Regions from separate parts of the Ovis aries genome. Here region 1 is linked to region 2. A link is a contact called in public Hi-C data. All regions are on one chromosome and are shown on one strand. Each heading gives the region's core, a stretch centred on a gene start, on an enhancer-like site or on the middle of the called end of the contact. The rest is flanking DNA. Distances are from core to core; before and after follow the strand shown. Region 1 overlaps LOC114108594 (peptidyl-prolyl cis-trans isomerase A-like). Region 2 holds the start of NVL (nuclear VCP like).

What was found. A called contact is a pair of places that touch in the nucleus more often than the background predicts.
Region 1: a Hi-C map of tail adipose tissue shows a contact between it and region 2, with 2.4 times the contacts expected there. The contact joins the enhancer-like site here to the promoter of NVL in region 2. A contact is called at or near these places in 2 of 16 Hi-C or Micro-C datasets (hypothalamus and tail adipose tissue).

Annotation. Positions count from the first base shown.
Region 1 is chr12:26,844,078-26,846,830 of ARS-UI_Ramb_v3.0, reverse strand. All of the region lies in intron 1 of LOC114108594 (peptidyl-prolyl cis-trans isomerase A-like), which reads right to left. Among named protein-coding and RNA genes, the nearest start is that of WDR26, 22 kb to the right of the region's middle. Within about 2 kb of position 1,435, at least 2 of the 54 cell types and tissues checked have an H3K27ac peak or open chromatin away from gene starts, as enhancers often do. A contact at or near this core is called in tail adipose tissue, where this site is marked.
Region 2 is chr12:26,727,230-26,730,193 of ARS-UI_Ramb_v3.0, reverse strand. NVL (nuclear VCP like) reads left to right here and starts at 1,258. Exons shown (of 24, transcript XM_060396352.1): 1 at 1,258-1,347.

The DNA of each region.
Region 1 (2,753 bases), core at 186-2,685, 120 kb before region 2:
GTGTTTCTGGGCTGCTGGCTGGTAAGCTGGGTGAATGGGCACAGTCATGCGAGAGGAGTGTTTGCTGTCCAGAGCACATACTTGGAAAGTGGCTACGTGCAACACACGCGCCCTCATGAAGGCACGTTATCATGAGCGGGAGTGGTGGGAAAGCGGTGGGAGGTGTGTTCAAGAGCAGAAGGCAATGCTGGTGCTGCTCAGTAAGAGGCACAGAGAAGCTAGTCAAAAGGCGACGGCTTTTGTCAGACCGGGCGCTCCTGCCAGCCAGGCCCAGGCCACATCTGCCCCCAGCCCACTTCTCTGGGGTTAAAATCTGGGGAGCTTTTGCCCCGCACCTCAAGGGGCCTCGCCTCACACACCTTGTGAAGTTTAGCTCCGGGTGCCTTACACCTGCGAGGCGTCAGAAACTCAAATGAGTGGAGCCCCATTTGAGGCTGGAGCCCCACCGCGGAGCACGACCTCGGGGAGCGGGCAGCCCACACCTGGCAGGATGGCTGCTTCCTTCACTACTGTGACCACCAACGTGCATGCCTCCTAAGTCGCCTCAGTCGTGTTGGACTCTTTGTGACCCTATGGACTGTACCCCGCCAGGTTCCTCTGTCCATGAGATTTCCCAAGCAAGAATACTGGAGTGGGTTGCCGAGCCCTCCTCCAAGGGACCTTCCCGACCCAGGGATCAGACATGCATCTCTTATGTCACCTGCATTGGCAGGCAGGTTCTTTACCACTTGCGCCACCAGGGAAGCCCGTGACCATCAAGAGAGAGGGGAATTTTTCCCTGCTTCAGCACTCTGGCCACTCGGCTCCCCAGGACCGGCCTCTGCTCAGCTGCTGGGCTCCCCCACCACCAACAGTGAACAAGATCAGAGGGAGGCCAGCCATACTCCACGCCCTCCAAACACATGAAAGCACTACAGGTCCCTGGACACAAAACCAGGAGAGGGTCGGAGCCCTGGAGGGGAATATCCTGGACTTCCGGGCCTCCTGCCCAAGTGGGGTCCTCCAGCCACACTCAGAGTAACCCTTCCTTCCCGCTTAAAATCAATTTCAGACATAACTAGTGGGTGTAAAGTAAATAAGTTCCCCCTCCCCTCCAAACCTAGCTTCACTCCAAGGACCGTAACATGCAGTTTGGGGTATGTCTTTACAGAAATGTTTTATACAAGTGTATTCTGTTAAATGCATTCTCAAGAATTTTACTCATAAATAATTCAATTAGTAAGACTAACTAAGGTATAAAGTATATCTTATTTACATTGAAATTGGAACCGGAAAAACAAAAACTTAAAAGTAATCAGAAGACTGTCGATCCTCCCAGAGTGCAGTTTTTGAAGTGACCACCAGGTGTCAGAGTTATCAATAATATTCCCCGAATTACAACTGGAAAGTTACAGGATGGGGAAAGTGCTTGGCTGGAAAATGAGATGCTGAGATTCCCCAAACAAGATTATTTGGCCCTTTGGCCCAATATTTTGTCTACTTAGGGCTCCGTAGGGAGACAGTAAAGGGAGCAGCAGGAAAGAAATCTTACGTTCTCTCCCCACAGACTGCCACTCACAGACTGCCACTCAGGTGAGCACGCTTGGATCTTCAGAGCTCCGAGTGCTGGTGAATTTCACAGGGGAAATGTGAAAATGGCTGGGCGGAGTTGGGCCTCCTCCCTTTGTGAGGCTACTTTGGGAATCCAAGGCCATCTCCCCTCTCCTCAGTAGGAGACTAGAGGATGGTGATCACCAGAGGACACACAGGAGGCCACATCAGCTGTGGCCATCTTCATTTTAAAAGGGAAAACCCACTTCTGCGTCAGGAGCTCTTCCTATCTAACCTTGAACATCATGGTCTCTTATTCACTTCCAGTTTGGCCTCCTCGCATATATTTCCTTTACCAGAACTGATGGTGGAGCCTGTTGGCTGTCCTCTAGAGCTGCTGGCCTAGAAAACATGCACCCGCCCACGCTTGAGAGCACAGGGCGGGGCGTCTGCCACCAAAGTCTTCAGGCTGTTGCCCAGGGTTAGTTACACGCTTCCTCTAGGGGCCCAGCCACCTCGCTGGCACCACCCACCCGGCTCTAGTGGAGTCAACATACTGTGGAGGACTCCAGCTGATGCTCATGGCAAGCATTACCCTTCTTGGATTCACCAACTCAGCCAAAAGGGGATGTTGAGGCAGTTACAACACAGACTTGTAGGAGGAGGGGATGATGGCCAAGGCTCCTCTTCCCTGGGAGACGACAGCTGAAGAGTGTCAGAAAGCAAGGAGAACCCTTGCCACGTGTCCCTGTTGGCACTCGTCTAGGCTGTTCCTTGGACCACATCCCATTTCTGGCTGTGGATCCAGGCAAGGGTTCAGACCCACTACACACTGGGGCTTGTCATGGGTGGACCTTTACTGTGAAGCGATGCCAAGCTTGTGGGAGAAGGTGGTGTAAGGAGAGGGGAGAAGGTAAGAAGTTGTCAAGATTTCATGGACAATGTTATTGGTATGAAAATACTTCTCCAGACTTGTGATTTCCATGAATTCAGACAGGAAGATTAAGGGGACTATTTTGGGGTGGGTGGAGGGGTACCAGTAGCATGCAGAATCCTAGTGCCCAAACCAGGGACTGAATGGAGTCCCCCTGCACAGACAGCGCAGAGTGTTAGCCACTGGACCACCAGGGAATTCTAAGGGGAGTTTTCATGTGATTTGAGTGACATCATCTGCTAAATTGGTACATCCTATGTAGGCCACATGAAGCAACAGTAATTATATA
Region 2 (2,964 bases), core at 9-2,508:
ACTGTTGCTTCTTGACTTGCATATAGGTTTCTCAAGAGGCAGGTCAGGTGGTCTGGTATTCCCATCTCTTTCAGAATTGTCCACAGCTTATTGTGATCCACACAGTCAAAGGCTTTGGCATAGTCAAGAAAGCAGATATTTTTCTGGAACTCTCTTGCTTTTTCCATGACCCAGTGGATGTTGGCAATTTGATCTCTGGTTCCTCTGCCTTTTCTAAAACCAGCTTGAACATCAGGAAGTTCATGGTTCATGTATTGCTGAAGCCTGGCTTGGAGAATTTTGAGCATTACTTTACTAGCATGTGAGATGAGTGCAATTGTGCGGTAGTTTGAGCATTTTTGGTATTGCCTTTCTTTGAGATTGGAATGAAAACTGATCTTTTCCAGGCCTGTGCCACTGCTGAGTTTCCCAAATTTTCTGACACATAGGCTGCACTTAATAGTCTCATAAGCCAAGCAAGACCTCAAATAAGAATACTGAGAACACGATTGAAACAAGCAAACAGGTAGAAACTAAAGACAGTAAATTTTTTGAAAATTGATTCTTTATTTGTATCTTCTGTGATGCAAGATAAACTTCTTTGGGGGCAAATACATACAGTTTAAAAAATCCCGGCAGTTTCTAGCCCAAGATGGAGTCTGCCAGTGGATGTGCTCAAGGAATTATCTGCCGAAAATATCATAAGACCAAGCGATTCCCAAATGTAACAGATGGTTTAGTTTTCTGGTTAAGCTAATTTTTTTTTTTTTTTTTCGGACACCAAGCCCCTTTGTTGGGACTCACTAACGTGGGTCACTGGGTGGAATAAGCAGGAGGGTGGCGGTGTGTTTTTACCCTGATCTAATCATCACAATTATCTAGTTTCGGTTTTAAGATTCCAGGTCAAGATCAACTAAATTCGCAAACGGTGCGACTAGACAGGCTAGAAATCTTACAGACGTGGATGGCCACGCCCCCTCAGGAACCTCCCAGCTCCCGCCCCTGAGCGTGTCCGCAGAGTCGGGAACAATAAAGTTGAGCGTGTTCAAATGGGTCCTTGTCTTCCAGGGCCTCTTGGACAAGCCTGTAAAATAAGACTCTGAAAAACTCCTTTCTTCTCTCAAATATCCTTCGTGTTCTCGGCGATTTTTTCCCCTTTACTCGCGGTACGAAAGTCTTGAAGGGAACGGCGTGGGCTAGGGCGGCTGGGGCGCCTTTCCGTGGGCAGCTGGCCCGGCAATCGCCGTGGGCAGCTTCGGGGAGGCCCCCGGTTCACGTGAAGCTCGTGCAGCAACAGCAGAGGCATCTGCGATGAAGCCCAGGCCCGCGAGGTTCGTGGATAATAAACTGAAGCAGCGCGTCATCCAGGTGTGTATGCTGCACGGCCAGCTCTCAGAGTGGTCCGCGTTCGCTGCTTAGGAGCCCCAGAGGCCCTTTCTCGCCGTAGCTAGGAGAAGGGGGGAAGGCTTCCAGATCGGACTGACTTGCCGCCAGTGCCAGTCTGGATTCGAGCGTGGGGCTGTTGACGACTCCACTTCTTCGCGGGTGGTTCAAGCCCCTTTCTCCTCACTGTGCGGCCGAGGTTCAAGGCGCAGCCCGAAACCATGAGAGGCAGCAGCTTGATGAGGGCCTGCCCGGATCTGCCTGACTTTTGTGCAGATCCGTAAAGAGAGTGGAGATGGCATTTGAGTTTAAAATTTCCTATCTTGTGAAGTTGGGAAGGAAGTATTCCTCGAAACCTTGTAGAGACGAATTGCTTTCGGGGTCATAAAGAATACGTTAACTTCCTTTCTTAGGAAACTTGGAGTCAAGTTCGGACACCAGTAAAGACAAGTACTCTGAATCTTACTTTATAACGGGCACTTTACCTGCCCCCCCCTTTTTTTTTTTAATTCATAATCGTCAGTGGAATGCATTGTGTCGTAAATGCCTTGGACATTTAGGTTACTAAGCACTCAGAAGGACGGAGAGAGACTTTAAGAGCTATATTCTCACCTTGTTTTTCTTTTACCCTTCCAGCTCCTATATCGTCAGTTTTTTGAATCTGTTTCTTCCTGTCACCTTTAAATGTTGGAAGTGCCTTAAGCACCTGTGCTTTTACCTTCTCTTTATATTCTACCTATGCACACTTCTAGGTGATCTCATCCAGTCTAGTACCTTTAAATATTACACATTCATTCATGACTTCAAAATTTATCTTATAACCCAGTGCTGATTTTATCTTGAATTCCAGATTGATATATCCAGCTGCCTACTCAACATCTGCTCATGAGTATCTTATAGGATTTCAACTTAGAGTATTGATCTTCTTCTCCAAACTGTTCTGTTCTTTGTGTTGTTTATTCCAGTAAATGACATCGCACCATCCATCCATTTGTTAAGGCCCCAAATCTTAAGACTCATTCTGACTCTTGCTTCCTGTAACCAATTAATCAGTGACCTACTTGGCTTTACCTTCAAAATATACTTCAAACCTAATCGCTTGGGCTTCCCTGATAACTCAGTTGGTAAAGAATCCAACTGCAATGCAAGAGGCGCCGGTTTGATTCCTGGGTCAGGAAGATCCCCTGGAGAAGGGAAAGACTACCCACTTCAGTATTCTGGCCTGGAGAATTCCGTGGACTACAGTCCATGGGATCGCAAAGAGTCGGACAGGACTGAGAGACTGTCACTTTCTTTCTAACACCCTAGTTCAAACCACACTCCCTTTAGACTGTTGAAATACCTCCTAACTGTTCTCACTGTGTCTGGTTTTACTTAGTGTGTTCTACACAGAGCATCCAGGGAGATCATTTTAAAGGGAAAATTGGAGTGTGCCAGGGTCCTACTCAAAACCCTTCTGTGGACTTTCAGACATCTAGAGTAAAATCCATCCTAAATAGCACTTTGTATTTTGGCCCCGTGTACCTTTTTGTCCGTTGCTTTTTTCCGCTTTTGTAATCTCCCTTGATTGCACGTCCTATCCATATGGACCTTCTCAAACTT